Linked DNA regions of Mus musculus: regions 2, 3 and 4 are each linked to region 1. Evidence: chromatin contacts called from public HiChIP or PLAC-seq and promoter capture Hi-C data. All regions are on one chromosome and are shown on one strand. The core of a region is the stretch at or near the end of the contact, and the rest is flanking DNA. Distances in the headings are between cores, read along the strand shown.

What was found. Promoter capture Hi-C pulls out the DNA fragments that hold promoters and counts their contacts. HiChIP or PLAC-seq counts read pairs in DNA pulled down with a chosen protein or histone mark.
Region 2: a contact with region 1 is called in a promoter capture Hi-C map of the HPC-7 cell line, with 4 times the contacts expected there. The contact joins the promoter of Lig3 here to the promoter of Ccl1 in region 1. A contact is called at or near these places in 6 of 39 promoter capture datasets (the 3T3-L1 cell line, 3T3-L1-derived adipocytes, the HPC-7 cell line and 3 more) and 1 of 115 datasets of contacts at active chromatin or transcription factors (large pre-B cells).
Region 3: an H3K27ac HiChIP or PLAC-seq map of T-cell acute lymphoblastic leukemia shows a contact between it and region 1, with 6 times the contacts expected there. The contact joins the enhancer-like site here to the promoter of Ccl1 in region 1. A contact is called at or near these places in 1 of 15 datasets of contacts at CTCF or cohesin (large pre-B cells) and 2 of 115 datasets of contacts at active chromatin or transcription factors (T-cell acute lymphoblastic leukemia and large pre-B cells).
Region 4: a contact with region 1 is called in an H3K27ac HiChIP or PLAC-seq map of embryonic stem cells, with 5 times the contacts expected there. The contact joins the enhancer-like site here to the promoter of Ccl1 in region 1. A contact is called at or near these places in 2 of 39 promoter capture datasets (the SN4741 cell line and embryonic stem cells), 3 of 15 datasets of contacts at CTCF or cohesin (the NIH/3T3 cell line, large pre-B cells and stem cell-derived epiblast-like cells), 9 of 484 Hi-C or Micro-C datasets (the AML12 cell line, bone marrow-derived macrophages, cerebellar granule neurons and 3 more), 10 of 115 datasets of contacts at active chromatin or transcription factors (astrocytes, bone marrow-derived macrophages, differentiating embryonic stem cells and 5 more) and 3 of 9 other capture datasets (embryonic stem cells, embryonic tail and embryonic trunk).

The regions. Positions count from the first base shown.
Region 1 is chr11:82,175,303-82,183,222 of GRCm38.p6, forward strand. It overlaps Ccl1 (chemokine (C-C motif) ligand 1), which reads right to left and starts at 4,510. Exons shown (of 3, transcript NM_011329.3): 1 at 4,367-4,510; 2 at 2,717-2,831; 3 at 1,364-1,609. The coding sequence starts at 4,442. The coding sequence ends at 1,522.
Region 2 is chr11:82,775,863-82,783,782 of GRCm38.p6, forward strand. It overlaps Lig3 (ligase III, DNA, ATP-dependent), which reads left to right and starts at 5,247. Exons shown (of 20, transcript NM_010716.3): 1 at 5,247-5,414; 2 at 7,484-7,920. The coding sequence starts at 7,488. Gm11423 (predicted gene 11423) reads right to left here and starts at 5,180. Exons shown (of 3, transcript NR_126067.1): 1 at 4,994-5,180; 2 at 4,273-4,436; 3 at 3,739-4,073.
Region 3 is chr11:82,743,642-82,751,561 of GRCm38.p6, forward strand. The region is part of intron 5 of Cct6b (chaperonin containing Tcp1, subunit 6b (zeta)); the gene reads right to left. It also overlaps the pseudogene Gm11420. Among named protein-coding and RNA genes, the nearest start is that of Cct6b, 17 kb to the right of the region's middle. Within about 2 kb of position 3,475, at least 133 of the 459 cell types and tissues checked have an H3K27ac peak or open chromatin away from gene starts, as enhancers often do. A contact at or near this core is called in T-cell acute lymphoblastic leukemia, where this site is marked.
Region 4 is chr11:81,613,178-81,621,097 of GRCm38.p6, forward strand. It overlaps a transcript of Asic2 not described here. Among named protein-coding and RNA genes, the nearest start is that of Gm11418, 30 kb to the left of the region's middle. Within about 2 kb of position 3,529, at least 2 of the 459 cell types and tissues checked have an H3K27ac peak or open chromatin away from gene starts, as enhancers often do. A contact at or near this core is called in embryonic stem cells, where this site is marked.

The DNA of each region.
Region 1 (7,920 bases), core at 3,260-5,759:
GTAGCAATTTTGCTCTCCTCTCAGCCTTACCATCTACACTCTGGAATAACTTGACTGTTTTTCATACAAAACACATCATGCCTTCGGTGATACTGCATTTGAATTCTCAGTGGTTTGGGTTGTATTTTGAATACTAATAATCTATTTTTATTGTGTCTTTATGGTGCTGGACTTTCAACATTGTGGTTTGTGCATGCTGAACAAATGTTCAGCCATCAAATTGCACCCTCAGCTCCACTGATTTTATTTATTTATTTTTCTTTCATGTGCACTGGTGTTTTGCCTGCATATGCCTGTGTGATGGTGTTGGATCCTCTGGAACTGGAGTTACAGACAGTTGTGAGCTGCCATGTGAATGCTGGGAATCGAACCTGAGTCCTCTGGAAGAGCATGTGGTGCTCTTAACCACTAAACCATCTCTACAAGCCTCCCAGCCCTGATTTTTTTTTTTAAGCAAAGTCTAAAGAAAGTTGGTTCTTGACCACATGAACCCCAGGCCCTGCCTGCCCTTTGTAACCTGAGTAGGTTTCTATCCAGCTTGCAGGGTTGAACTGTGTCCCTGCAGGAAAGGTAGAAGGACACTGTGTCCCAGGGATTGGCCTACATTATGAGGGTGAGATTTCGAAGCAGGCAAATAGGAGGATGGGCACAATAGGAGGACCCCTGGTGGTTTGCAGAAACTGCATTTTCTTCAGGGATAGCTCTTGGCCATTAGAGGGTCAGGAGGGTCGTGGAATATGGAGGAAGGAAAATGATCTTCAGAGTCTAACTGTTGGCTGGCTTGGGCTCTTGTGAGTGCCCAGAACAGTGCCTCTAATGCCTACTTCTCTGGCTTACGATCCTTGCTTCATACCAGGCTTCTGCCATCTGCTACTCCTTTCCCTAGAGCCTCCCACTTATGCCCAAAGGCTCTTTCCTGGGTCTGCTACACACCTCTAAGCCTTTTCATGCCTTCCCCTGGCCTGGCTCTTTGGCCCTAACATTCTGTGTCCTTCTCCAACCCCGATCACTTACTTCATTTATAAAACAAGGTTGGCAACATCTTACAGGCAAATGAACACAAAGATCCCTTCCAGCTAACAATAGGCTAGCATTGCCACTCCCAAGTACTTTGGGCAGGGCAGGCAAGAAGAAGGGCTCTCATCTCAATGTGAACCCTGCTCTGGGACAGTTGGTTATTCTACAGTGGCTCCTTTGGCTACTAAAGACCATTGCACAGCCGGGATCAAAACTTATCCTATACAGTGGTTCCCACAGCACCAGCTCAACTTTCCAGCCCGTGTTCCCACCCCAGTGCCAATCAAGTCTGAATTCTGAAATCGTCATGGAGTCCAAGAAACAGAGGCAGCGGGAGTTGAAGATTCCATATTTTAAACAGATAAAGAACCATAACATAGCTTATCACATGACTGAGGTCTGTGAGCCTGCAGCAGTAGGGGTGGCGGCAGTGGGAGGGTGGAGGACTGAGGGAAACTGCAGTCTCTGGTGCTGGGATGGGAAGGTGGCTCATCTTCACCCCGGTTAGCAGGGGTTCACCTTCTTCAGGTGATTTTGAACCCACGTTTTGTTAGTTGAGGCGCAGCTTTCTCTACCTTTGTTCAGCCTGAATCTGTGAACAGAAGACACGGACAAGGACCTTGGTCACTCACTGGAATCTGTAACAGTCTTCTCTGCTTCTGTGAGACCAGGGACCCCTGAACTCCTGACTCTGTAAATGAAGAAATTTTACAAGATCTGAAGCTGGCGTGCCTGTGTTACATTGGAAGCTTATTAATGGGGACCCCTGAAGCCTACCGTGGAGACTAGAATTCCCTTTGTGGTACAGAGCACAGGAGCTGGCGGACAGTCTGATGTGTAGCTAGGACGAAACGTCCCAATCCTAGAACAACTCCTTGCTCCAGGTTTGAATATTTGTGTGTCTGCCTGGGGCCTACTGTGTGTGTGTGTGTGTGTGTGTGTGTGTGTGTGTGTGTGTGTGTTTGTAGGGTCTGAGATGTGTGGGGTATGTGTGTGTGTTAGTGTGGTATGTGTGTTTCTGTGATATAGGGGGTGTATGTGGGGATGTATGTGGGGGGTGTGGTATGTGTGTTTGTGTAGTGGGTGGTGTGTGTTTGTGTGGTGTGTGTGATATGTATATGTGGTGTGTGTGTTTGTATAGTGTGTGTGTGTGTGTGTGTGTGTGTGTGTGTGTGTGTGTGTGTGTGTGTGTTTCATGGTATATAGACATGTGTGGTGGCCAGGGGTCGGTGGTTATGAAATCTTCCTTAGTGGATTGTTTGTCCTACATTTCGAGGTAAGATCTCCCACAGAACTTTGTTAGGGCCAGCAAGCACACAGGCTATGCCTGCCTCTGCCTCATCTAGCACTGGGGTTACAAACTCACACCATCCTGCTGGGAATATGAACTCAAATCACCGTGTTTGAGCAGCCAAACTACCCACTGAGCCAACGCTCCAGCCTTGTCTGTTGTGCTTTTATTAAACATTTCTTCCTGGCTATATAGCTTGGGATCTAATCATAGGCACTTTGGGGTTCAAGCAAATAAATCAGGACCCCCCCCCCCTTCCTGGGAAGCCCCACGCCCCCTAGTGTCACTCTACACCTTAGATTGCCTGGTTGGGTTTAGACTCCCTTTTCTTGTGGAACAGCGCCATCTAGTGTGTACTATTCTCAATTCCGTCAATATTATCTCTCCCCTGGCTAGTGGCTCACTCACACCACAGCTGGGGGATCAGGACAGGAGGAGCCCATCTTTCTGTAACACTGGATAAACTTCAGGGGAAGCTCTTTCTTCAAGGTGTTCAAGCAGCAGCTATTGGAGACCGTAAGCACTAGAAGAAAAGCACAAAAAAAGACCATTCATTAGCAACCATAGCCTCTCACCCACAACAGAATTAAAAAGCAAAACCAGCCAAGTCCTTCCTAGGACAGACTCAAGCATGGAGACCACATCCCGAGGGCTGCAGTGCAGCTCTGTCTCAGCAGCAACACATTTCTAGGATGGAGACAACAATCATAAGACTGGGGAGGGGCGTCAGATGTGAGCACCCTACAAACCAGCAGGTGGTGGGGACAGAAACCACAAGCCTGCCTGAGCCATGGCTCAGCACACACTCCTGCACATACGGTGAGACTCTTCCTACCACATATACAAACCCCTTCAGTCCCAGTCTCCCAGCACAAGTGCGTGGCTCTGTGTACTGTGCTAGTACTTAAGCTCGGGGCTCTGGCCTCACATCCTAGAGGACCTGTTATCCCATCGCATGCAGGACATTGTAGTTCTTGGTTCACAGACATGGGGCTGGGTGAGGAACTCCACAAGGGCTCAGAAGGAAAAGGGGGTATTCCCAAAAAGTGGCTGGTCCACTCGCCCACACAATCTTCCACATTCCCATCCTTGGCCCTCCCCTCTTTCAGGGACCAGTAACCCCCAGTCTGCTGATTTGTACGCTCTCCTCCCACATCCCACCTTCAACATCCCTGTGTTCTAACCCTGGATCCTTCCTGTCTCGCTGTTCACAGAAACTTGCAGGTCCCCTGACCTCAGGTTGGTATTTTCCGAACAATCTAGAACATGGATTCCAGTTTATCCATACAGAAAACATCTTTAAGAGATATAATAGTTATCTGGCTGTTCACTCCTGTGGTCCTTCCTTCAGCCCCTGCCTGTCATCTGTCACACTGGAAATCAGTCTTAGTCCCTCCTCTGGACTTCAGGGATCCTAATTTGTTTTAAACAACCCCATAGGCCCTTCCAGTTGTCTGTAGGGTGAGGATCAAAATTATCTTCCACACACTAAAGCCACTTCATCTAGAAGGAGGAGGATGAAGAGGAGGAGGAGGAGGAGGAGGAGGAGAAAGGAGAAAGGAGAAAGGAGAAAGGAGAAGGGAGAAGGGAGAAGGGAGAAAGGAGGATGAGGAGGAAGAGAAAGGAGAAGGGAGAAAGGAGGAGAAGGAGAAGGAGAAGGAGAAGGAGAAGGAGAAGGAGAAGGAGAAGGAGAAGGAGAAGGAGAAGGAGAAGGAGAAGGAGAAGGAGAAGCTCCTCCCAGAACAGGGCCAGTCTTGGAACCCCATCAAGAGGATGCTGGCCCAGGTCTGTCTCTGCAGCCACCTAGTTCTAGGATTAGCAAAAGAATCAGAGGAATGGGTTTCAGGTCTGAGCTCCCCACCACGAAGTAGATGTGTGCTCCCAGTCCATAACCTTCCTCCACGCCCAGCGTCCCTATCCCATTACTGCCCGCCATTCATCTCCAGATAGGGACAGAAATGAAGCCAATGATGTCTAGGTAAGCTCTGTTCCCAGCCCAGAGTGCCTGCCTATACATCTCCCCTCCCTGGGCCCAAGCACTAGGACCCCATTACTCACTGCTCTTGCTGTCAACATCCTGTATCCACACGGCAGCCAGCAGCAGGCACATCAGTGCCATGGCAGTGGGTTTCATGGTGATAAGTTTCTGTCTCAAGCCTCTCTAGAGCAACCGCCGAATGTCTGGTGGAGCCAAGAACTCTCTCCTGCCTCACCCTGTACTGAGCTTTTATCAGAAGGCCCGGGGTGCTTTCCCAGACCATGGAGAAGAGGTGGGAGTCCCAGGGAAAAGGAACTCATACCCAATGGCCACATGGAAAACTCCTTTTCTCACCTCTCCTGGGAGGAGGGGGGCGTATTCGAGGTATGTTTGGGTGCCTAGTGGCCTTGGGAACTTCCCCAAGTGCAGAAGCAGATACCAATCTTTACGTTCTTGACAAAATACGTGGGAGCTGTCCTGGCTGAGTGGAAAGTCAAAAAAGGTGAGAGAGAGAGAGGAAGTGGCCCGTACACAGCTTGTCTAACCCACATCATTCCATTCAAAGCAGCTACAGGCCTTGGAGAAGGACAGAGCAGAGAAGGTACAATCTGCATCAAATGGAGCTTGTGTCTGGGTTCTGGCTCTGCCAATCAGCCATTGCACAAACTTCTCTAAGCTGCACATCCCTACAAAATGGAACTAGTAACACATCTCAAATCCGGGTGGTAAGAATGAAATGCAGAGCTGGGGAGATGGCTCAGTCAGCAAAGTACCTGCTACACAAGTGTGAGGACCAGAGTTTGATTCCCAGAACCCGCATACAGAGCAGGGGTAGTGGAATGATCTTGTAACCCCAGAGCTGGAGAGGCTGACCGGCTGATCCCTGGAGCTGCCTGGTTTGCCCGCTGAGCCTAGTTGGAGACCTCCAGGCCAGGGAGAGAACTTATCTCAAAAAGCAAAGTCGTTCACATGCACATAGACACATGTATGCACACCTACATACATGTACACACACACACACACACACATACACACACATACCACAGGTTGATCCTGTCTGTCTAACGTTTGGCCAACACATTTGCTATTAGTTTTATTTCTTTGTTCCCCAGCCCTTTCACAGCTTACTCTGATCCAGACCCTTGCTTGGTTACCCTTGGGACAATTGCCAATGGGGGCAAAGCCTGACCTGAGCCATCTTGCTTCAACCTATAGACAAGCCATGGAGAGCCATCCAACACAACAACGGCTCATTCAAGACAGATCTGTCATGTGGGGGGCACAGGAGAATGTTGGGGACACCCAGGGACTTCAGAGGACCCTTTCCAGACAGTGTTCTATAAGTACCATGTCCTGCAGGCTGCTGTGAAGACAGCACGTCAGGCAGGGGAAGGAGTCTGGAAAAGCCAAGTACAGAGGAACACCCTTCACTCAGCATCATGGAGAAAGCTAGAGCATGGGATGTAGATGCAGATGGGGTTGTGCAGCCAGATAAAAACAGTATATGCAGTGGGCAGTACTTGGGATAAGCAGCTCATAGGAGGCCCTCAAGAAAAAGCAGCTAAGCTTTCTGGCATTGGCATCATGGGGCCTATACACAGTGGGTTGGCTATGCTAACCTATGTTGACCTTAGCCTGTGCAACTGAAAAACCTTCAGTGTTTGTTGCCAACTGAGTGTAACTACTAGATAGTTAGAACTCTTCCCAAATAGTCAAGCTTCAGTCATCCATTTTGCTCTCCTATATCCACCATCTCATCCTTACTGTAACATCGACCTGACCACCTTCCCAGCCAACTCCCTCTGTGCCCAATCTGCTCATTTCAAACACCCTTCCTCCAATAAAAGTCATTTGCCAACCCCTGCGGGCAAATCTCAGCCTCCTTTAAGCCCCTGTGCCTGGATGGCAATCGGAAGTCCTTGTCTTCCCGCATCTCTCCACTGAGGCTCGCTCCGTGCTACCGTGGCATGTCTGAGCTGAATGAGCTTTTCAAGACCTTTGGCAGTGATGACTCTTGGCACTCCTGAGGGAGCTTTGTCGAAACTGGGAATATCTTGGCTCCATTTCAGAGTCAGAATCAAAACTCAAGTGCCTGTACTTGTGAGGAGAAAACTCCAGGCAATTGTCAAAGCACCAAGAGATAAAATCTCCACAGTATGGAGGGTGGGAGGGTGACTTTCACGAGGAGGGAAGTCTTGGGCTTGATGCTATATTGAGAATGGGGGTGGCATAGGAGGCAGAGACTCGAGCCCTGGGTATCTAAGAATAAGATCAGCTCATGATCTTTACACAGCTGGACCCATGCCAGTCAGACCCCTACTGCTTCCTGCCACCCACAAAGTCATTAAAATTACTACCCCATTGCTGCCTCTCTATGTCCTTGTCTTTGGAGGCTGATGTGTTCTGGTCCTTTACCCCCGGGGTCTTGGGAAAGGGGAGATGTGAGTATATAAAAACTGGCCAAATGCAAGTATAGACCCTTTAGACTCGGGCAGTGAAGAAGGGGCCACATAGCTGCCCTGGAAATTTCTGGTTCTTCCCCTGTTCTGGGAGCTGTCCCTCAACAACTAGCTCCCCATCTTCCCCCTCACTGTGACCACAGTATTTCCCAAACAGAAAAGAGGAACTCATTAGTACTTTGTTATGCCTTACCTTCCTGGGCTCTCTCAGCACCTGGAAAGAAGTGACCAAAAGTAGGATTTATCATCCAGCAACTTCATATTACACATGGGTACCCCAACATGGCTGTCGAGGCCCAGGGACTAGGACCATGTGATAGGTCAATAAAGCCTCTGTGGAAATGAGCAAGCAGAAATGATCGTGGATTGGCAAACAAGAGGTGACCTCGGGATACGCACTGTTATCATTCACACAAGCAAGCCTTCTTTCTGTGGCGTGTAGTTAGGAGCCCTTGTCACTCATCTTTCATTTTCTAGGGACCACTGAATGAGGACGGGGATCAGGTGGCTGGCAGCCAGGGTGGAGTCATCCTAAGATGCTGTCCAGAGGCATTCAGCCCAGCCCTGTCTACCACCTGCTACTGAGTTACAGGTCAGGTGGTCCTTCCATAGCAGGCCACGGCCAGCCCCTTGGCATGTGTTGAGCATGGCAGAGCTGCAGAGATGACTTGATCCATCTCCAGAGTGAAATTCTCTATGTATTCCTTCAGGGAGAGGAAGAGGAACAGTGACTAGAGCCAGACATAGACACATCAGATCCTAGTTCTACCGCTTCATCCTGGACAGGTAATACAGGCTTTCTGAGCTGTGTTTCCTCTTGGACCAAGCACAACTCTCTTTAGTACTGTCAAAATAAACTTCCTAAGCCTTAGCCTAATTGTGGGTTGTTGGGAGGGCTCCCTGTGATAGGAGCTGGCTTGAGAGGAAAGGAAAGAATCTCCAGGAGAAGTACTAGGGGGAACCAAGTGAATCTCAGGGGGACTCCCAGATTATGCAGAGGTAGATCTTGGGGAGTGGTTTAAATATAGGACGGGCTCCAGAAGAGACGGTGTCCTGGTGGGGAGGGCTGCAGAAGTCACTGGATCCACCCCTAAAACTGGGTCCCCTTTGCTCCAGATCTGGGACTGCTCTGAGAGGTCCACGGGTGACACCAAGATGTGTCACTGTCTCCCAAA
Region 2 (7,920 bases), core at 3,997-6,496, 600 kb after region 1:
CACACACACACACACCAGACAGCTGAACCTTTTCTCTGGTATATTCCTGTAATCACAGCACTTAGAGGCCAAGGCAGGAAGATCGCAAGTTCTAGGCCATACATAGTGGGACCCTGTCTCAAAATTCTAAAATAAAGTGACAGAGGGGCAGAGATATGAAGACACTCAAGGCTCATTGACCAGCCAGTCTAAAAGAAGCAATGAGCTGGGAAACTGTCATAAAAATTAGGGTAAACCTTTCACTCCCAATATTTCTGCCCTCTACCTACACCATACAAAGTGGTGGCAGAGGAGAGGAGAGGAACAGATTAACCAAAAAAATTAAGGATACATGAAAAATCCCTGAAGACCCATCAACTCTGTAAGCCAATTTAAAAACATAATTAAAAAAAAATAGATGCTGGGTTTGGTGGTACATATCTTTACTTCCAGGACTTTTGAGGTGAAGGCAGGAAGATCTCTGAGAGTTCAAGGCCAGCCTAGTCTATATAGCAAGTTCTGGGACTATATGCTAAGATCTTGTCTCAAAAACAAACAAACAAAAAAAATTTAACCCAGATAGCCTACATGGTGAATATTATTCTAGGAGACATGTTAATCTATTAAGATCTCAGAACCTAGTGAGGGGCACCTTCCTGAGTTATTATTGGTTGGGAAGGTTCCAGAAGTTCCTGAAACAACACAGGCTATTACTGTTCTTGGTCTCCCAGCAGAACTAGATGGTAGGCCCTAATGCTAACGATAAAACGGTCTTGGGTTGTAAGACAGAGGATCCAAGCTGGAAATGGCCTCCAAGATTACTTTCTCCTTGATGACTGCCTTTCATGTACTGAAGGGTGCTGTGTAGGATGCCGAGTCAGAAAAGACATCAATGGTATCCCTGCAGCCAACCAGATGATTACAGTACTGACCTTCCAGGCAATGCGTGCCCACTGGCACAATCGTGGCATGAAGGTTATGGGGGCAACCAACTACTTTTGGATTGGATTTGAGATGGGCTTACAGGAAGGAATTCAGTAGCATTAAACTGGCCAAAGTACAAGGCTCAGAAGGTCAGTTTGTCCAGAAGAACCTACCAACTGTTGCTAAATAACATGTTGTCCAGCTACCTTCTAAATATTAATGCTTATCCCCATAGATAGTGCTGTCCTTAAATTTGGGCAGAGTAGTTCTCTCTGTGGTGGTCAGAGTGCTGAGAATAAGTGTCTATTGAGTGTTCAGCCCTAAATAGGGTGTTTGTATCAATCACCCGCACGCCTCCCACAGAGGCAATGGAAGGGAACAGCCGGAGGAGGATGAGGAGTGCTGTGAAATGCTGTTCTTTGCCACGGCCTGACCACTGCCCAGGAAGTCACTGGTGCTACGGTGAACCGAGCAAGGTTAGGTCAACGAGATCAGTCAGCACTCCGATAGGCAGCACTAATGTGTTATTAACAAAATCAGCGAGGCCATAAAGGCAGGCAGGGATGTGTTGGGGGTTCCTAGGAGGATGGAAGGGAGAGATGGGGGTGTATATGATCAAGATGCATGGCTTACATGTATGAAATTGTCAAAGAAAATTTTAAATCCTTTTATTTTTTTTTTAAAGTAGAAAATTAGCCAGGCGTGGTGGCGCACGCCTTTAGTCCCAGCACTTGGGAGGCAGAGGCAGGTGGATTTCTGAGTTCGAGGCCAGCCTGGTCTACAGAGTGAGTTCCAGGACAGCCAGGGCTACACAGAGAAACCCTGTCTCGAAAAAAAAAAAAAAAAAAAGTAGAAAATCACTGGGCATGATGGTGCATGTCTTCAACCCCAGTACTTGGGAGGCGGTACTTCAGAGAGGAGTTCTCTGAGTTTGAGGCCAGCCAGGGCTACACAGAGAAACTGTCTCAAAACAATAACTAAAAAACCCACCAACAAAAAGGTAGAAAAATCACTTACGAGGACTCTGGCCTCTATGTATATATTCACGGGGGAGCATACACACACACATAAATATACACATACATCTACTCACAAAATAATAAAGGAAGAAAACCTATGAAAATGTCAGTTCTTCCCAACTTCATCTCAAATTAGTGCACTCTCAAGCAAAAATCCCAGCAGGTCATTTTGTGGCTATCAGATTTAGATGACTCCAGTGTTTACATAAAAAAGCAAGAGACCCGCTAGAGCCAACATAACCACTAATGGAAAATAACATAGCTACACTAGCTGATGCCAAGGCTCACTCTAAAGCCATATTAACCAACACGGTGGTATTAATAAAAGAACAAGTATATCACTGACAGAAATATGGAGCCCAGAAGTAGATCTTCACACAGTCAAATATCTCTAAAAGAAGCAAAAACCAAAAGACAGACACTGTATGTATTTTGTCCTGTATGTGAAACCTAGATTTAAAATTCTGTATGTACTCTCGTAGATGTGTTTGTAGGTCAAGAACCTAGAAACAGGATTAGGAGGGGAGGAAGAGAGCTCAATGGTACTGGGCATTAATGGTGATGGAACACCCACACCAGGAAGGCAGAGCCTGCACCAGGAAGGCAGAGACAGACACTAACAGGCAGGAGCAATCCAGCTGGAGATGGAGTAGGCACACAAAGAGCAGTGTCGCTGGCAACAGAGGAGAACAGGGTAATCTACACCATGATAAACCCATTATTATATATATCAACTTGAAATTAAATATTGAAACAAGATCTTTCAATGAAGCCCTCCTTGGCCTGGAACTGGACATAAAAACCAGACTGTCCTCTAACTCAGAGATCTGCTTGCTTCTACTTCTCAGTGGAAGACATGAACCTCCATGCTTAAAAAGGTTAATTTTTAACAGGAGCAAATACAAAAAAAGGGACACAAGCAATCCTTTAAAAATTGGTCTTGAAGTAGGGTGTGGTGGTGCACGCCTTTAATCCCAGCACTTGGGAGGCAGAGGCAGGCAGATTTCTGAGTTCGAGGCCAGCCTGGTCTACAAAGTGAGTTCCAGGACAGCCAAGGCTACACAGAGAAACCCTGTCTCAAAAAAACAAAACAAAAACAAAACAAAAGAATTGGTCTTGAATAACCCAGAATCCACGTGCAAAGAGAGAAAGGGGCAGGTAGGACATGGATAACCGACCTTACATTCTTTACAAAAAGCAATTCAGTGGATCACAGAGCTAAATATAAAGTGCAAAACTTCCCCATTTTACTAGGGAAACTGAAGCCCAGACATGAAACTAGATGAAGGTTTACACAGCTCAGGCTAGAACAAAATTCAGTCTGACTGTGCTGTTCCAAAGCCCTATTTTCTTCACCAAACTTGACCTCTCCTTGATGGATCAGTTCTCACTTTTATTAAGAAATACAAGCTTGGCATGGGGGTATACAGCTCAATTCCCACTGTTATAGACTGGGGGGGGGGGGGGCTGCTGCATTGGAGATAAGCCTACAGCTACACAGTGAGATTGTCCTTCCCTAAAATAAAAAGAAAAAAAGAAAAGAAATATCACTGCATCTAGATTCACGCTAAATGAAAGTTCAGTGCTCTTACCGTCAAAAAAAGAAAAAGAAAGAAAAGGAAAGGAAAGGAAAGGAAAGGAAAGGAAAGGAAAGATATGCAATTGGCAGCTTTGGTACCTAGCGCTGTTTCACAGCAGGGGCACCTAAGTCAGAGATGATTATGAATACCATGTAGTTCTCATCAAGCAAAGCAAATACTTAGGGCCTGAGTCTTTTTGTACACTTCCGTCATTAACAAAGACATAATGAACTTCCTTTTAAGGGGTTCAACACTCTTTTATTAACCATTCATTTCATTAGCTCTCGAATTTCATTCATTTAGAAGTAGATGCAGGCAACATGGCAGCGTCAGATGCCTTTCATCCCAGCACATGGGAGGCACAGGTAGGTGGATTTCTGAGTTTGAGGCCAGCCTGGTCTACAAAGTTTGAGTTCCGGGACAGCCAGGGCTACACAGAGAAACCCGGTCTAAGAAGAGAAAGCCTTTGCAGATACCCACTGCTCCTCACCACAGGCTTTCTGTCTGTGGAGTGCTGAGCTGGAGCCATAACAATGGGAGTTAAGCACGCAGCCCCATCGTTTCTGATGCCCTAGTTCAAAGACAGTAAAACCAAACAGGTGAGTGACAGTAAATATTCTTTAACCGAACACATAAAAAATTGGCCAGCAAATAACTGGAATATATGCACTATTACTATTAATGAGGTATTTTACTCTCTTTGGGGAAGTGTTGGGTACTTGTCAGTGTACAGTGTTCATTTACAGCATCTCTCACTTCAGACTGCTTACATTTCCAGGGCTCAGCAACCGAATATATTGCTTGTGATGAAAGGGTTGGTCAGCACAGGGAAAGTCCATTGGGTTAAGATCAACTCCAGTCAAAATGTTCACGCTTCCTCAACTGGAGCCCTTGAGCCTAAGGCCTTCCGAACTCCAAACCCAGGTTTATCCTGCTGCAAGTTAAGAGAAAACAAAGAGCCTTCACCTCATTTCAAACACCAGGATCTAGCTGGCCTCAGTACAGCAGACACTCAACCTTGAACTCCAGAGAGCCTCCCTCGGCTCATTCTCCAGTTCTGTTAAAGACCTCGTCTATCAGCCCTTCATTTCTATGAACAAATAACTGAGCACCTCACACAGATTCAAGCATACACCTTCCTCTCCATCTCAAGGCCACTTTGATATGGACAACAGCCTTTTAGTGAGTCGGCTTGTCTTAGTCTCTCCCCTGACCAGCTTCAACTATAGTGACCCCTCACAGCGTTCTTTCCCTATGGAAAAAAAGCTAAACTCTTCCTCAGAAATAGAACTTAGTTCCACGATCTGCACTTTATTTACCTAACAAAGCCCAACTGTTTGCCCTTCCCAGACTGAACAAGGCCTGAATACTTTTATTTTTTGAAAAATTAGCCATCTTGAACTCACAGAGCCTATTTGAGGTTTAGAAGCACTAGTTCGCTAAATGACATAAACGGGGCCACAGTCCCTGTTCTTCACATTTTCTAATTACCTTTTTAATTAAAGTAGTGCCTTTTAATTCAGCAAAACTCCTGCGGTGCGGAAGACACAGGTGGAACGACTCGAGCTTCCCATCCCTAGGATCACTGCAATGATTTTTCAACACTACCTTCAATATCTAACAATCTGAGAAACTCTAGGAAGTTCAGGGACGCTGCGCCCCAAGCCGCCACTCCAACCCAACACTCAGTTCAAGATTTCCGGGTAGGAATAGAACAGCGACCCACGTGGCGACCGGAGGGGGCGGGGTCCGAGGGCGCAAGTCGGTTACTGCGCCTGCGCCCTGCCTCCGGCTGGAGTACCCGTATTTAAAGAGACAGGCGGTCTATTCATCGTGCGGGACCCGTGGCCTTGTGGGCGCCTGGTCCGGTGGCTCGTGCGGAGCGTCAGAGCCAGGGCAGCCGAGAAGGCAGGTGAGGGGCGGCGCGGCGCGGAGCGGCGGGCCGCGGTGCGCCGTGTGGGGAGGGCCGGGGCCGAACGCGGCGTGGCTGGAGTGGCCGTGGCTCCTCCCCCGCCCGCCGCTCAGCCTGGGGGCACACCCTCCGTGACGTGGCGCCCCCACGGGAGCCCACGGGAGGCCCGCGGCCCCCGGGACCCTGGGCAGCCACCGGGAAGGGCAGGATGCCAGAGTGGGCATTCTCAGGGGGTCGGGGCCGGGCCGCCGCCGGTCCCTCTCCGCCGCCTTGTTGCGCGGCCGCGGCTCGCCCGCACAGCCTGTGGGCAGAACGGCGTGCTGCTTGCTCTTCGGGCTCCCGGCCTCCTCGCGCCGGTCTCCCCGGGTAGTTATTTGTCGTATCCCGGGATGGGCGATACGACACCCTACCCACCCTACTCTGCGGAAAGTTGAACTCCTACTCGCCCTGAGCTCCTCCTCAGCCCTTGCCGGCCTTCACTCGCCTCTCAGATTCTTAACGGTTAGGGCTTGTGTGACCCCCTGAGTCTGCCAGTTACGGACCTCCCCTCCCCCAAGTCGAACATTGTCAAATACACAAGTTTGGTATACAAACTTCAGAACTCCACGTCCGGCTTGCCCTCGTACTCCTTGTAGTTTTCCTAACCACCCCATGAAGTAGTTCTAATCTTTGGGGGGTTTGTTTTCTTGCTTGTTTTCCTTTTGAGACGGTCTTGACGACGTACCCTGGCTAGACAGAAATTTACTAAGTAAACCAGACTTTCTAGCTTCGAACGCACAGCAATCCTTCTGTCTTTGCCTTCTGATATGATTACAGACGAGAACCACCATAACTAGCTCTTAGTCCTGTTGTAATTGTTGTTGTTTTTTTGTTGTTTTTTAAGATAAAACTGGGGCCGGGTGTGGTAGCACACGCCTTTAATCCCTGCACTCAGAACACTAGCTTGCTCTTCCTAGTGACTTCCAGGACAGCCAGAGCTACATAGAAAAATCTATCTAAAAACAAACAAACAAAAAAACCGAAAAATAAATAATAGAAAATAAACTGAAGTCATGCTTGGTGGTTCATACCTATAATTCTAGGGCTGGAGGTGGGAGGATCGGATCGGCCAACTAAGGTGTCTGGCTAGGGTCCACCTTGTTGGAGAAAACCAAGTCGCCTGATATCTGCCCCCACCTCCCCACCCCGCTGTAGATGGGTAGGCTTGGTCTCCAACCCTTTCTTTAGTAGTACACCTGCTGTGCTCCGCTCTACCTCAGCCTTCTTGCTGCTCTGACACAATATCAATTAAAGTTCTCAGCAGAGTGGGGACTAAAAATAGTTTCCAGTAAATTGAAAATTAAAACTGTAAAGCCACTTAAATAATTACAGATATAAGAAGGGATAGGAATAATCATTTTCCACTTGAATTGGTTCATCACTTGCTTAGATTCTTACAGTCCAGTTATTTCAACCTCCCCTGATTCAGGTCGCCGAATTAAGCAAGGGAATTGCGTATTCTGTTTCTAAGGAACAACTTAGAAACAGCTACTCTTTGAATGAGGTACTACTGTGAGCTGCATTTTACAGATGAAATAGGAGCAGAGAGGGAAAGTAACTGAACAGAGCTCACACAGCAGCTAAATGGCTAAGTAAGGCTCTGAACTTGGGCAGTCCATCTGATTATAGACTCTGATTAGTTTTTTTCTCAAAGGGGCCCTCTTCTGAAATCCTAAAACTGTTATAGTGGCTTCATTGTTTTCTGAAAGTGTCTCATGTGTTATATTTCACAGGGAAACTTCATAAACATAATGTAATTTTTCTTGATTTTTAAGACAAAGCTTCAGTATCTTGGTACTATTTAAAGGTCACCATCCACTATGAGTACCTTTACAATCAGTCTCTACAGTGTTGGTGTTGCACACCCCTTTGGAAACTGGTTTTTCCTGTATCAGAACTCTGGGTGGTAAATATTTAATGCATTGGGAAGTGTTTGGTTAACCACGTGCTCTGTATGAGATTCTAGCCATTGAGAAATTGGAAGCCTGGATTCTTCATGTCTGTCTGTCTGTTTCTACCCTTTTATGCAGCTATATGACTTTGGCTTTCAAGATCCTCTTCCCGAGAAACCTTTGTGCCCTTGGCAGAAAAGAACTGTGCCTGTTCCCAGAACAGAATCGCTGGGCTGCCATAAGTCAGTTCAGCCAGTGGTCGGAAACAAATCTCCTCGGTGGGTGCTGCCTTCTCCAGAGAAGAAAGCCTGTCCTAGCTCTCCAGAGAGGTCATCTAAGACCACGTGCCACCCACCTTACTTTCTGGCCAGGGTCGCATGTGGGACTCTGTACTGGCCCCTGTGCGATGGCAGAGCAGCGGTTCTGTGTGGACTATGCCAAGCGGGGCACAGCTGGATGCAAGAAATGCAAGGAGAAGATTGTAAAGGGCGTGTGCCGCATTGGCAAAGTGGTGCCCAACCCCTTCTCAGAGTCTGGGGGTGATATGAAAGAGTGGTACCACATTAAGTGCATGT
Region 3 (7,920 bases), core at 2,225-4,724, 570 kb after region 1:
GAGACCTACTGCTGAATAAGCTCACCCTTTCTAGCTCTTTCTGAACTCTGGCTGTTTGGGCTCAAAACTACTTTTCATGCTGACTGATTCAAATTGGCTTCTTTCAGCTTCTGACTGAATTGTTCTGCTTGGCCTAATACTAACTTTGGCAATATAATCTTCTGGCTCCTTCTCATTCTTAGGCTCATTCTGTCTTTACCTCTGTCTAGCTTGTTCTCTCTGCAACTTGTCTCCATACAACTATCCAGATAAAACTTCCCTCTCTCTTCTCTCTCTGTGTTGCTCTCTCTTAAGTAGCCCCTTTCCTCTGTCTTCATAAGAGTTGGGCATATCTTATTCTGTCAAATCTTTCTCTGATTTGTCACTTTGTCTGCCTCTCAATTAGACATCACTTTCAAACATGGGTGCTTCCTTCCACAACCTGTTCCTTTATTGTTTGAGATTAAATCTCTGTGCTAAGGTAGTATCTGTATCCAGCCAGAGTAGCCCTGTTCCTGGATTGAAATTCCTCTACACCCAATATTTCCTAAGTACTAAAAAAAAAAAAAATGTTTTTAGCCAGTCATAGTAGCTCACTCCTATAATCTCAGTTCTTGGGAGGCATAAGCAAGAGGATTGCACAATTTGAAGTAAGCCTAGGGTATACAGTGAGTTCCAGGCCAGCCTGAGCTTCAGAGTAAAATACTGTCGGAAGGAAGGAAGGAAGGAAGGAAGGAAGGAAGGGAGGGAGGGAGGGAGGGAGGGAGGGAGGGAGGAAGGAAGGAAGGAAGGAAGGAAGGAAGGAAGGAAGGAAGGAAGGAAGGAAGGAAGGGCATTTTAAAAATGTCCAACCTAAGATATAAAGGAGCTTTCAAGTCTTTAGTCTGAAGATGAAGGTACCTTACTTACTTAGGAAAAAAGGTGTGTGCTCAATGTTCAGTGTTCTCTACTTCTCAAGCTTCTGTCATGTTTACTCTCCTCAGCCTCAGAAAATGAGTATGCTGCTTTGAGAAAATAGAAACTAAGCCGGGCTGTGGTGACACAAACCTTTAATCCCAGTACTCGGGAGGCAGAGGCAGGCAGATATCTGACTTTGAGGCCAGCCTCGTCTACAGAAGTGAGTTCCAGGACAGGCAGGGCTACACAGAGACGCCCAAAACCCTGTCTCAAAAAAAAAAAAAATGCAAGGAAGAACCTGCCGCATAACTACCACCTCCATCACCACCACCTCCACAAGTCCTCAGTAGTCCCTCACTCTTTAAAACAGAGCATCCCTCTCCCCACTCCATTCCCGAATCCCCCTGCAGCACAGAACGCTGGTCCTATATCACTGCTTTTCCTTACAGCCACTCTGAACTGTTTCCATTTGCAATTCCACCTTGAATTAGTAAGGGTTCTCTAGAGGAAAAGAACCAATGGGATGAATATATTATTTAAAGAATTTATGAAGGCAGCTTTAAAATAGGAACAAGAGCAGAATCACACCTGAGAGCTGAGAATCGGGGAGTTACTTAATACTGGGTGCCTCGGTAGTGGTCCCACAGGGGCTGTCTCTCACTGAGGGGAGGAGCGCCCTGGAGCTGCTCAGTCCACAATGCTGGGCACCTCAGCAGTCCGGATCTGGTAGGAGAAGCTCAGGAGAAGTCTGGAAAGTCACTGGCCCCACCCAGTCCAGGCTGAAAGCGTAGAAACAGCTTCTGGTATTGACAACGAATCAGAAGCTGAAGCAACAGGACAACAATTGATTCAAGGCCAGAGGGAGGCCAAGCAAAGGCTGTTTGCTCTTCCTCCTGACACATCCTTTCATCTGTGCTGCTCCCAGAAGGTGCCCACAAAGTGAGTCTTCCCAGGTCCATCAAGGTGATCAGGACAGTTTCTTAGGAGGGGCACCACAATACACCCCTCCCTTACCGTTCTCTCCTGTGCTTGCCTTCAGTGGGACTTTCGTCTCTGCCTCTCTACTGAAGCAGTATGCTGTTCACTTTTCAGTTCACAACAATACTTTAAACATTTTTCTCTTTCTGCTTGGGTGCTGAGACACCATGCCTCTTTGACCTCCCTTGATCACCCATCCTCACTCTCCATTGGTGAATTTTTAACCTCTTTTCAATTTCTAAACAAGTTTCCAATGTTCAGGATTCTTTTTTCTTAACTGATTAAGTCAATTTATTAAAATTGTCAACTTAGGCAACCACAATAGTAACTTCAGCCTCCACTCCCCGATCAATGCTGATGGAAGTAATCACTTAACGATCTCAGAAGGACTGTGTAAATCAATGAGTGGCTCGTGGACTGGGTGAGTCAATGAGTTGCTCACAGATTCTCATCTGGAAACGATCCCATGTCTTAGAACCTTCACTGCAATGTATTTTTCCAGTAGTGATTGCTAGTGTTGGGGTAGGTGTGTGAACTGGCCCTTTTCCTTTCACATTCTTTTCTTTTTGCACCTCTGATCAAGGAAGCACACACCAGAAACTTTGCATCATGGCTGGATCATGGCTGGATCATGGCTGGTGAGGGTGATTTGAATTTGGTAGATCAACAATTCTAATTCTCCTGGCATCTTTCTGGTATCTTTTGGGGGCGGGTGGGGGGGCGAGATTCGAGATAGGGTTTCTCTGTTTAGCCCTGGTTGTCCTGGCTTTCTGGTATCTTTTTATAGATGTGCACCATGTACATGCAATAACAGCAGAGGCCAGAAGATGGCGACAGATAACCTAGAACTGGAGATACCGATAGTGAGTGCTGGGAATTGAACCCAGATCTTGTGGAAGTCCAGCCAGCACACTTAACCCCTGAGCCATCTCTCCAGCCCCCTTTCTGGTATCTTTAAAAGTCATGGTTGCAGCCTCATAATAACGATTCCCAGATATGTATTTCTCATCCTGCCCTCTATTCTGAACTCATTCCAGGATCTCAGCTCATCATTCACATGTAGAATGGATCCTCTCTCCTCATTCAAATCTCTTGATATACTCTCGCAGGTACGCCCAGAAGCTTGTGTTCTGGGGCATCCTAAATACCACCAAACTGACCATCAAAATGAACCATCACGTGGTTACATTCCAGTTCACCATCATGAGCTGAAACTATCGTGTCAAATGCATTTACTCTCCCTAACCTTCCCACCATCATTTTTTAGCAATGCCGCATATAGTAGGGCAGTGGCTGTGTAGTTTCGTGATTGCAGGGTCAGCTGTGAGCAACTGCTCAGCATCACAAGACAGTATCATACAATATATATTGCTGGGGGGAAATTAAAATGTAAACTTCAAAGCACAGGCTCTCCTGAATGCATATCACCTTCACACCACTGTAAAGCTAGTGGACGGTAAGTCGGGAACCATCTACAACTGTAAGCCTAGTTTTTAACCACAATAAAAGCACCAAAAAGTGAAAATGAAAGCAAACCAACATTTGACAGAACGCCTCCAGCAAACTAGGCATGGAAAAAAATCTATAGGCTGAACAGTAAGCAGAGGAAAGAATATCAGTGGCCCTTGTCTGAAGGAGGTCCCTTGGTTTCACCGCTGGTCTCAGTAACACACTGTCACACGGAGACACGTTAACTAAGGAAGCGCATGAACTTGCAGAGTCATCGGCAGAGGGAAAGGAAGTGAAAAAGCAGCAGCTGAATGTGTTAGCTCCAGGCCTGCTGACAAGGGCCAGGAAGAAAGAAGGTTGAGCACTACTTAACATCCCCTGGGAGCCTGGGCAGTGTCTCCAGCTGTAAGTGGGAGAGAGCTGCAGTCCCGAGTGGGGCTGAGACGGTAAAAGCCATAAACATCAAACCAAGTTGAAATTATGAAGATAGAGCTTCACAAACTCAGTAGGAAATAGCAGTAGTATCAAGTGGGATTTTAAAGAACAGTAACAAGATCATGTTTTAAGAAGGAGTAAATGGGGGGATATTATCCAGAGCAAAGATATTAAGGTAGACTCCTACAAGTTACTATAAATTATGTAATTTCTACTAATCAAAAAATAGTAGAAGTGTGAAATTTGCAAATTAGTAGAGAAGAAAAATATAATGATGAAAACAATAAAATGAAACGTTGGTTAGAAAAAACATAGGACAATGGGAAATGAATAGAAAGTAAAAAAGATAGGACCTGTGAATCAAATATACTCTTAACAACGTAAAATGTAATAGACTAGCTATTTCAATTAAAATATAAAGACTATCTGATTAAGAATTTTTACTTGCCTCCAAAACATAAAACAAAATAAAAATGTCACTTACAAAAAGCAATCTTCTAAAATATAAGGACAAGAAGGTTGAAACAACACACACATGACAGGCACGTACCAATAGAGAGGAAGCTGGTGGGAGCTGGGGAGATGGCTCAGGGGTTAAGAGCACTTACTGCTCTCACAGAAGCTCCTGGTTCGGTTCCCAGCATCACATGGTGGATCGCAACCATTTGCTAACTCCAGTTCCAGAGGATCTGATGCCCTCCTGACCGCTACAGGTCCCAGCTATGCACAGATTGCACGTACATGCATCCAGACAAAACACTTATACACATAAAATGCCATTTTAAGAAATCTGCCTGCCTCTGCCTCCCAAGTACTGAGATTAAAAGCGTGCGCCACCACTGCCCGGCTCATTTTTAAAAATCTTAAATGAAAACATATTCATAGCTGGGCTGTATGGGCACACACTTCTTTTTTTTTTAATTACATATTTTCCTCAATTACATTTCCAATGCTCTCCCAAAAGTCCCCCATACCCTCCCCCCCTCACTTCCCTACCCACCCATTCCCATTTTTTTGGCCCTGGCGTTCCCCTGTACTGGGGCATATAAAGTTTGCAAGTCCAATGGGCCTCTCTTTCCAGTGATGGCCGACTAGGCCATCTTTTGATACATATGCAGCTAGAGTCAAGAGCTCCGGGGTACTGGTTAGTTGATAATGTTGTTCCACCTATAGGGTTGCAGATCCCTTTAGCTCCTTGGGTACTTTCTCTAGCTCCTCCATTGGGAGCCCTGTGATCCATCCAATAGCTGACTGTGAGCATCCACTTTTGTGTTTGCAGGCCCCGGCCTAGTCTCACAAGAGACAGCTATATCTGGGACCTTTCAGCAAAATCTTGCTAGTGTATGCAATGGTGGGGCAACACTTCTAATCCTAAACAGACACCAGCGGATCCCTGAGTTCAAGGCCAGCCTGGTCTACAGAGTGAGTTCCACAACAGCCAGGGCTACACAGAGAAACCCTGTTTCAAATGCCCCCTACACCCCCCCAAAAGAAAAAAACTTAAAAAGAGAAAACTGGAATAGCAATTGTATCTAAATGGAATAAATTATACTTTTAAGACATTTCTAAACAGATCTGTACAGGTCTGTAACCCCTGATATCGGAGGGGCTGAGACTTATGTTGGCTACAGAGTGATTCAAGGCCAGCCCTGGTAAATCAGTAAGACCCTATCGCATAATCAAAAGTAAGAGGGAAAGTACGGGTTACAGCTCAGTAGTTAAGCACATACCCAGCACGCGCACGGCATTTGGTTCGATCCTCAGCACTAGAAAAAAAAGTCATTATCAGAGAAAAGATGGTCACTTTATATTGGTACAAAAAGTTCAGAGTTTGAGAAAATATATTATACTAAAAGTTAGTCACGAACCGGGCATGGTGGCGCATGCCTTTAATCCCAGCTCTCGGGAGGCAGAGGCAGGCGAATTTCTGAGTTCGAGGCCATCTGGTCTACAGAGTAAGTTCCAGGATAGCCAGGGCTACACAGAGAAACCCTGTCTCAAAAAACAAAAACAAAAAAAAAAAAAAAAGTTGGTCACACCTAAAGCTGGGCAAGGTGACATAAACCTGTAATCTCAGCATTTAGGAGGCTCAGGCAGGAGGATCCTAAGTTAAAGGCTAGTCTAGGCTACAAAACCATATCAAAGAAGAAACATGAGAACAATCCTGTATGCATCTAGTAAGACAGTTTTGGTTTTTTATTTGTTGGAACTTGGGGCCTTGAAGATATTACTCAAAGGGTCTGTGCTCTGATACATCTCTAGGCCAAGATCAAAATCTATACAATATCCAGGCATCACCGGTGGCATAGCCCTTTAATCCTAGAATTAAGGAAGTAGGTTGATCTCTGTGAATTCAAGGCCTACAAAGGCAGTACCAGACCACCCAAGACTAGATAAAGAGACCTTGCCTCAAAATAAACAAACATATGTAATATATATGTGTATGTTTGTGTACTTGTATGTTTAATATACATTTAACATATATTAAAGCTGTCAAAACCAAAGGAGAATATAAACAAACCCATGATGATATTGCTATAATATTAAAAAATGTTAACACGTCTCAGTAATTACAGAATAAGCTGTCAGAATATTAATAAGGACACTGAAGGCCTGAAAAACAACATTAACAAAATTGCCCCCTTGACAGAAAACTGTACCTCACAACTACAGCACGCCTGCTTGTTGAGTACATAAAACATTACAAATAAATTCTCTCGAGCCAAGCTTGCATCCTAGGACTCACAAGATTGATGAAAAAGGATTACTGTAGGCTCAGGGCCAGGCAGGGCAGTAAACATACAACCCTGGCCTCCAAAACTAAAGTAAAATAATTAACTGACTCTATAAGCAAATCTCAACACATTTCAAAACAGTGAAATCTTATAGACTATGTCCCCTGCTATTATATAATTGAACTAGAAATCAATAACTACATTCTCCTCTATATTTTGAAATGAAGACGTTTAAAATAGAAATTAGAAAATATTTTAAATGGATTGTGTTTTCCAGCAAACCTCAGCCTGTCTGTCTGCCAGTGGGACGGACTCCATAACTACAGGAAAGCAGGCAAACAAACAAACAAACAAAAACAGCAGCAAATATCTTCATTGTTAAGTCAACTCTTGCTGACAATAAGGACTTCTGCAGATATCCAGAAAGAGATATAGAAGGGGGAGTGGAGGAGAGACTGCAAACGGCCTTAACGGCTGGCCAGAGGAGCAAAGAGAACAGGGCAGCTGAGTGGTCTCAAAACAGGTGAGAAGGAGAAGGTCCTGTTTCTTCTGTGTCTTCACAGAAGAAAAGCTGGCTGCATTGCTGGGTGTGACTCACGCCTGTAATTCCAGAATGTGGGAAGCTGAGGCAGGGGGGCTGCCACAAACTCCAGACCAGGCTGGGCGACAGAGACGTTGCCTCCAAAAAGTAAAACAAAATAAAAATGAATGAGCAAATAAAGAATGCAGAAAAAGGCCGAGTGGTGGTGGTGCATGCCTTTAATCCCAGCACTCGGGAGGCAGAGGCAGGCGGATTTCTGAGTTCGAGGTCAGCCTGGTCTACAAAGTGAGTGCCAGGACAGCCAGGGCTACACAGAGAAACCCTGTCTCAAAAACAAAAACAAAAACAAAACAAAAACAAAACAAAACAAAACAAAAAGAATGCAGAAAAAGAAGACAGCTGAATGTGGCCATCCCAGGATTGAGAGAGAGAGGGTCACCTGTACTTTAACACTAATTTTGCCCTTAAGATAGTTTTGTTATACCCAAACCACTCTTCAGTGAAATCTTTAGAAGGCAAAAAACAACAAACAAACAAACAAACACCAGAAAATATTTTAAGTCATAACTCACATGCTTGCCGGGTAACTGGTGCACGAATGCCTTTGATCCCAGCACTTAGGAGGCAGAGGCGGCTGGATCTTTGTGAGTTCAAGACCAGCCTGATATACAGAGCAAATTCCAGGATAGCCAGGACTACACAGTAAGACCCTGTCTCAAACAAACGAACGAACAAGCAAACAAACACATCCAAACAAAAAACAGCACATACTTGTAAATAGTCGCCGTGCTCAGGAGGCCGAGATAGGAGAGTCAGAGGTCCCAGGACAGCCTGAGCTATGCAGGGAAAGCCGGTCTCAAAGTGAAAGATAAGTAAAAGTGAAAGGGCGTGGTCAAGGAATGCTTG
Region 4 (7,920 bases), core at 2,279-4,778, 560 kb before region 1:
AAGGGAGTGGGGAGGGGTTCTGTTTGTGTTTTGATATGTTAATATGCCTGGAAGCCACCCAGGGTGGGCAGTGCTGGGGAGGCTGAGTCGCAAGGCATATTTATTTGTGCAGTTTAATTTAACAGCTAGGCTACAACGGGAGCTGCAATCGGGATTGTGTAAAGATAATTACAGCCCCATTATTAATCAGATGCCTGCAGGAGATGGCTTGCTAGCTCGCGGCTCCCCGGGCTGCATGCAGATCAGCAGCCAATCTGACACAGCATCTTTGTGGTCTCATTCTGCCATCTAGTGGCTGTTTCAGGAATTGCCCAGGGAAGATCATTCTAATTTGAAGTTCCTTTTTAAACAATGGGACGACATTCTAGAAGAAAAGGCAATTGCTGCAGCTTCTGAAAAGATAAGATAGGGAAAGGTTTGGAATCACATCACCAGTTTGCCACTTTTTAGTGATTCTGAGCTTGAAGTCGGAGAAAGTAACATATTTTTGATTGGATTCTGCCCCCCCCCCTCCGTCCCCCGCCCCGACCCCGGGGAACCTGAGTCTTCTAAAGAGTTCATGAACTATATACATAAACACACTGTGCTTTTCCATTCTTTTCTCTTCCATCTTTCCCGTTCTTCAGCTTTGTATCATGTTTTAGTTTCATTTTTCTCTTGTCTCTTGGATTAAAATCTTGCTTTTGTTTTGCGTTTTTCCCTGAGTCGAATGACTTGGGGCAGGGGGTATAAATCAGAAACAACCACACTCAGTCGAGCAAGGTTGGCATGTCCCTGCATTCCCAGCACTTAGGAAGTTCATGCAGGAAGAGCTGGGGTTCAAGGCTGGCTTGATCTACCCAGTAGAAACCTTACACCTGCCGAGGGTGGGGCACGCCCAGCATGAACTGACTGCAGCGAGGAAAAGGACACCCTGAGCCTCCTGAGGGGGAGGCCAGATGTTCAGCGAATGCTGGGCCCCCACACAGCATGGGAATAATAGAATGGGGAACCAGGAAGAGAGGCAGACACACAGTTAGGTGAATATCCTTTTGATTTGACTCTTGTTAACACTGTCCTTTCAACCCTCCACACCGGCCCATTAAACCCCAAGACAGCAGAGTGGATGGAGGTAGGAGGAGGGGAGAGAGGAACAACCTCCATCTGGGAGGTCACCATGAGGATCAAGGTAGATGTGCAGTCCCATAGAGGCTGCAGACCCAGTTGGAGCCTCCCTGAGAGGTGGCCCTTTTAATAGAACCTTGATTAAGATTGTCTGACAGTTTCATTTCCCTCACATTCCGATCTTTCAGGAATTGAAAGTGAATCCAGTTTATAAGCTGCCCTGGTTCTTAGGACTTTTACTCCTCCTCCTCTCCCTCCTCCTTTTAGATTTATTTATTTTATGTATAGACGTACACTATAGCTGTCTTCAGACACACACCAGAAGAGGGCACTGGATCCTATTACAGATGGTTGTGAGCCACCATGTGGTTGCCGGGAATTGAACTCAAGACCTCTGGAAGAGCAGTGCTCTTAACTGCTGAGGCATCTCTCCAGCCCCCTTCTTTATCTTCCTCCTCCTCCCCCTCCTCCCCCTCCCCTTCCCCCTCCTCCTCCTCCTCTTTTACTTTGCACTCTCCAAACTTATCTTAACTAACAAAATAAGAAGTGGGGGTGGTGGCATGGGGGCAGTTAAAAGAATGAAAACCCAAGCCACACACCAGAGGGACATCTTTTTATAACAGGTCCTGAACCCAGCAATTTACAAAGAACTCTTAAATAGTGTCCGGTGAATGATCCAGTTGGAAAAAGGCTAAATGTTGATAATGCACACCTAGAAGGCTCCTGGATACTGTGCCACACAATGGAGCCTCCTTTCCCATCACTGAGTAATGTCTGTGTCCTGGAACTGTACAGACACAAGTAAGGAAATGACAAGATATCCCTATCACACACACAAAAGAGCTGCAGGTTAGAACATTATGCTGCCATGTACCTACCAAGATACCCACATCCCGAACAGACAGTATCTAGTTCCAGAAGAACCAGGATCATGCTCACTGCCAATGGAACTGTAAGAGGGCTCAGCCACACAGAAGACAGTTAAACAACTTCATATTCAGCCAGACAAACTCTTATTGCCCCAAACAACCATCTCTCTCTCTCAAGCATGCCCACCTGGCCAAATAGAGCTAAACATCCAGGACTTCAAACCTTGCGAGACCTCGGTTTCCTACAATCTGTTACTTGATTGCAGGGGTCTGGGGCATGAACTTGGCAAATAGCCATCTCTATCCTATCAAAATGTTAAAAATTCAAACAGGCCTCAAACCATCAACACTGCTGACTGCACTGAAAATGTATGTCTGTAAGTACAACGGTCGCAATAATGGCAGGTTTGTTCACAATTCCTCCAGACTGCAACCTTCCAGTGGAGTGATAGGATGAGGTGTCAGGGCCACCGGTGACTCTCCAGAGTTCTTTGCTTGGCCATTGCTGACCTATTTGGTGCCAACCTGGCTCTCCCCTGGTTCAGGGCAGCTGTGGATCTATGCAAACACCAGACCTACACGTGATGAGAGTATCCAGTACTCAGACTGTAAGAGCAGCTCAGCCATGTCCTTTATAACTACCAAGTGGCCACGCTCACACCTTTAGAATTAGCAACCTAGGAAAATGTCCCCAGGCACATGGTCCCGGGATGGATCTGTGTCACACACCTGAACTCAATATCTCCTTTTTGAAGCCACAACCACTCCCTTGCCCCCTTACTGACTTGAAACTTTCTAAGTAGGCCAAGCTTAGCTGTTTGGAGAATTTCAGAAATACATCCATTTCTGTGTCTCCTGAGTTCAGGTAACACTCTCTCTCTCTCTCTCTCTCTCTCTGTCTCTCTGTCTCTCTGTCTCTCTGTCTCTCTCTGTCTTTCTGTCTCTCTCTCTCTCTCTGTCTCTCTGTCTCTGTCTCTCTCTGTCTCTGTCTCTCTCTGTCTCTCTGTCTGTCTCTGTCTCTCTCTCTCTCTCTCTGTCTCTCTCTCTCTCTCTCCCTCTCTCTCTCTCTCTCTCTCCTCTCTCCTCTCTCCTCTCTCCTGCACTGGACTTTTAAAACTCTGGGTTCTGTGTTTGGGCTGGGTCTAGGACCCCTACCCATTAGTAACAGATGTACAGCTTGGTCTCTATGTGGGTCCTCTAACAACTGGAGTCTGGGCTGTGTCTGACTCAGTTTCCTGCCATTGGATCCCCTTCCCCTAGCTGGGCTGCCTTGTCTGGCCTCAGTGGGAGAGGGTGTGCTTAGACCTGTGAATTGAAATGACTGTGCTAGGTGAGATTGGGGGGACGGACGGACAGGGAGGGGGCGGGACAGAACGTGGGGGGTGTGGAAAACAGATCTCCCTGACTAATGAGCTGACCATCACATATTTGCATAACAATATTGAAACAGGTGTTCCCAAACAAATGGTTCAGGCCCCTCCCCAATCTGCTCCGGGGCACAGGGGAGCAGCCTTGCCCACCACAAGGACCCTCTGTGTCCCTCTGGCACACCTGTCCTGCCCTTCAAGGCTCAGCTCCTGTACCTCTCAGATGACCTCTGACTCCTACTCAGCACCAGGAGTACTACTCAACCCACTCCCCGCCCTCTCGTGCGCACATAAGAAGTACTGCCCCTATAGGTTGGAGGTCAGATTGCAATAACAAATAATAGTTTTCCTGGTCTTTTATGTGTGTGTTTATATGTGTGTGTAGATGTGTAAGTGTAACGTGTATGAAGCATGACAGTTTTTAATGCCAGCATGTGAATGTGCCTTTCTTTAAGAGCTATTGAAAAGCTTGTCTGAGAATTTGTTTTTCTTTTTTAATGAATTCCACACATTTAATATTTTCTGAGAAATAATTAGTTTACACAGCTCTGTTGCATTGCTGTAGTGTTTATGCAAAACTTACAGTCCTTTTATGAACCTGAGACTTTTATACTTCTATTGACAGCCGCGAATCCAGCTGTCTCTACGGAGCCATTTGTCCAAATTGGAGTGAATTTTAAAAATGTAATCGCTCAAGAAAAGCTGGCTAATTGGACACGACTTTCAGCTAAACACACATTATACAAAATATTCACTCTATTACAACACAATTAGTGATTTTGCCGGTATGAAAGCGAAGGAAAAATACATTTATGAAATGAGCATAGAATGCCTGTAAGTAGCATATGCTGGATTTTCAGAACTTAGTTGAACATCACTGAAGTGCCAGTGGAGTGCCCAAAACATGTGAAGACTTGGTTCAGCCATCTTTGATGTTTTTCTGACATTCATTCATATAAAACAAAACACAGCCAGAATATAAAGTAAAATGTATGTGTGGAGATATATATATCCTGTATTTATATGTAGACAAGGTTTTACATATAAAGCAAGGTAGAGATATGTGATTTATACACATGCTTGTAAGTGTAATTTTGCTTTATGAACATTTAAATGCATAGTTATGAGAGTGTATTCTGTTATGTACGTTTGTATGTGTGCTGGTGCACATGTGTGCTTAGGTGTACTTACATGTGTACACACATGCATGTATGTAAGGCCAGAGAACGACCCCCGGGGTTATTCTTTAGGTCACAAACACCTTTTGGGGAGAGTGGGGACATAGTCTGGAGCTCACCGAGTAGGCTAGACTGGCTGACCTGTGAGATCTAGGGGTCCCTCTGCCATGGCTTCCCTAGTTCTGGGATCACAAGTATGTGCCGCTATGCTCCGTTTTCTTTTTAAAAAAATAATTTATTTTCGTTTTATAAGCATTGGTGTTTTGCCTGCATCGGTGTCTGTGTAGGGGTGTCAGATCCCGTGGGACTAGAGTTATAGACAGTAGTGAGTCTCTATGTGGGGGCTGGGAATTGAAGTCAGGTTCTCTGCCAAAGTTGTCAGTGCTGCTGACCACTGAGACATCTCTTCAGTCCTCCAAATTCACGTGTTAGAAAAATGCTCATTGGTGTTTTGTCTGCACGTGTATCTGTGTGGGGGTGTCCAATCCCCTGAAGCTGGAGTTACAGACAGTTAGTTGTGAGGGCCATGTACTGGGAATTGAACCTGGGTCCTCTGGAAGAGCAGCCAGTTGTTCTTAACCACTGAGCCATCTATACCTTCACGTCCCCACGTCCCCCAGCTTGGCCTTTTAAATTTGGGTTTTGGGGATTGAACTCAGAGCCTCATGGCTAAAAGGCAAGTACTTTACCCACCAAGTCATCTTCTCAATATAACTCTGAAGTTAGAGTCTTAAAGGAAAGAGGCTAGGACGTGCTTCATTTATTTGGGGGACGGCTTTATCAATGCTTCTTGAGCACTCACATTTATGGCCTCTGGGCAGCCACCATTCTGTCGTAGTAGATATTTAATCTCAATCGGGAACTTCTACCCTGCCTTTGGTCATCCAGTTCCCAGATAACACTCAACTTTTATGTTTATAGTAAACCTTTAATGCACTAAGGCTGGCAGATATCTATCCTCTATGCTATTATGTCTGCTTCCCTGCCAATAACTTGTCATGTTCCATCTGGGATGCTCTCAACTTCAACTGGCCAGCCCTTGTGGCCATGTTCTCAAGATTCTTATCATGTCATCTTTTCTTTCCACCTTCTTCTTCCTCCCATTCCTAGTGGTACCCTGACTCTGGCCTCAAACTCAGGAACCCAAAACCCTGTCTATCTTCTGCTCAGCTATAATCTGTAGGTATTTTTACTCTCCAATCAAGGATAACTTGGGGAGCAAGGTTTTGCAGCATAACGTGAGGCAATCGGGTCTGGGGGGTGGGGTGGGGCAATGTGTAGTATTACAATACATAGCAAAAGGCCAAATCTCAACACCATTCTCTTGCTTGAATCCTCCACATGCTCGCCTATAAATACGTTCTTCTGAGATGTCAAGTTTAGGAGATTTCATGGGCGTGATTCAACATTTCGAGCTGGAGTTGTAAAAGGTCAAAAGGAACAGAACCAAGCTTGGGTTGAATCTGCTGGCTAGATTACAGGACTCATCCATTTGGAAGCAGGTGAGGGCAGAAGGGAGCTCTATGTGTACCTAAGGTCTACCTGACTCATCTTGGTCTAACTGGAAACTAGGTCTGCTTCAGGGAGTCTTGAGTCCCTGCTGTAGATGTGGGCTAGCGGGTGCTGATCCGGTGTTAGGCAGCTGTCCTGGGGAGGGGGAGAGGAAGATGGGAGCTGATGGAAGTGGTGGCTGAGGCAGAAAGCAATGATCAAGGCAGTAGACAGTTTCAGTGGTGCCCACCTACTGCGTTAAATTCATTGCATTGGTTAGAGTGGGCACAGGCTACCACCTTCTTCACACTCCCTGGTTCTGTCCCATCCTCAGATGAGACTGCCTACCTCTTCATAAGACCATGAGACTATCCCAGCTCAAGTGTCCTTTCCTGATCTCTTTCTCCAAATCTTTGTTTCATGGCCCTGACAGTCCCACTAACAACTGGTCCTCCAGGGAGGCAGGGCATGGAGAAGAACCAAGAGGGAATCAGGCATCTCTGGAGTAGATAAGGGCAGAGGAAGGCCTGACAGTTCACTGACATGTCTTTTAACCACTAGGAGAGATACACGGGTCCCTCTGTGTAAGCACCCCCAGCAGATGCTCAGCACGTGGGAGTCAGGGATGTAGACTGAGAAAGCAGTGCTCTGTGAAGACAACGAACCAAGTTCACGGCAGCAGATTAGATTCCATATGCAGCATGTGCTAAAAAGGTATGCTCCTCAAGTTCTTACCACTGAGAGGTCATGAAACCATTAAGAGGGGCTTAGTGAGAGGTCCCTCAAGTGAGAGGTCCCTCTTGTGGCACCTGATCCCGTCTTCAATGTGTTTGCCTCCTCACATGAAGAAAGTTCGTTCTGCTCCATGTCCTTGCTATCCTGAGTTGTCTCCCCACAGGCCTAAAGCCACCGTGTGGCCAATTCGTTGTGGACTGGAACAACGTTCTGCAGCAGGGGTCAAAATAAGCCTTTTATATGTATAAGTCCTTTTTCTTGGATGCTTTCTTACAGTGGTGGAAAGCTGGTCCACACAGACTTCAATAAGGAAGTATTCCCTAAGGCAGGTGTATGATGAGCAAGACGTGACTGTCACCATTTTTGCAGCTGTTTCGGGAATTATGAATGTTGTTTTCCCACGGCCCATGATTTATGGACTCAGTCTACACCCGCTCTCAGGATGTCTTTACTGAGTATACACATGACTTCCCTGACCACAGCTTTCTGTACTAGCAGCAGCTCTCGAGCCAGTGCAGGCCAAGCAGCTCTCTCTCTTCAGAGAATGTCAGCATCAGCATCAGCTTTAAAGACGATGCACAGGAGGGGAGGGTGGTGGGAAGCACTGAAGGCTCCGTTGCCTTGAGCCCTCTGCGCATGTGTGAAGATTGTGGGAAGAAAGGCGGGGCACAGAGGTCAGTAGCTATGGCTGTGGAGAGGAACTTCAAGTCTGTGATTTCCTGTCCCTTGGAGTGTCTTATCAGCCATCATGGATGGGATCCTCTGTCCCTTCCTCTCCATTGTCTGTTGTAGTTAAGCCCACAGTTTAAGCCCCGCCCTTTGCTCCACCCCTTCCCGGAATAAGGTGGAGAAGGTGAAACCTATCTAGGAGAGTGAACTTAACCTCAGTGTCACAGTTGAAGTCAGAGCAATCATCAGGGCTCTTTCTCCCTCAGCCCTGACTTCATCATGCGGAGACCTCAGGATCTGAAGGTCCTGAGTAGTTTCTTGAAGGTCAGAGGCCATGGATCTCATGAGTTGTTCCCTGACTGGAGCTTAACTTCATGCTAGATGCATACTTTGTATTTAATGAAGATAAATAGAGAGGGTGACTAAGGGCAAAGGAAGGAAGAATTCAGCTCTTGCTCTGGCCACTCTAGCCACAGGCTAGGCTGGTGTCCCGTGGGATACCAGCTC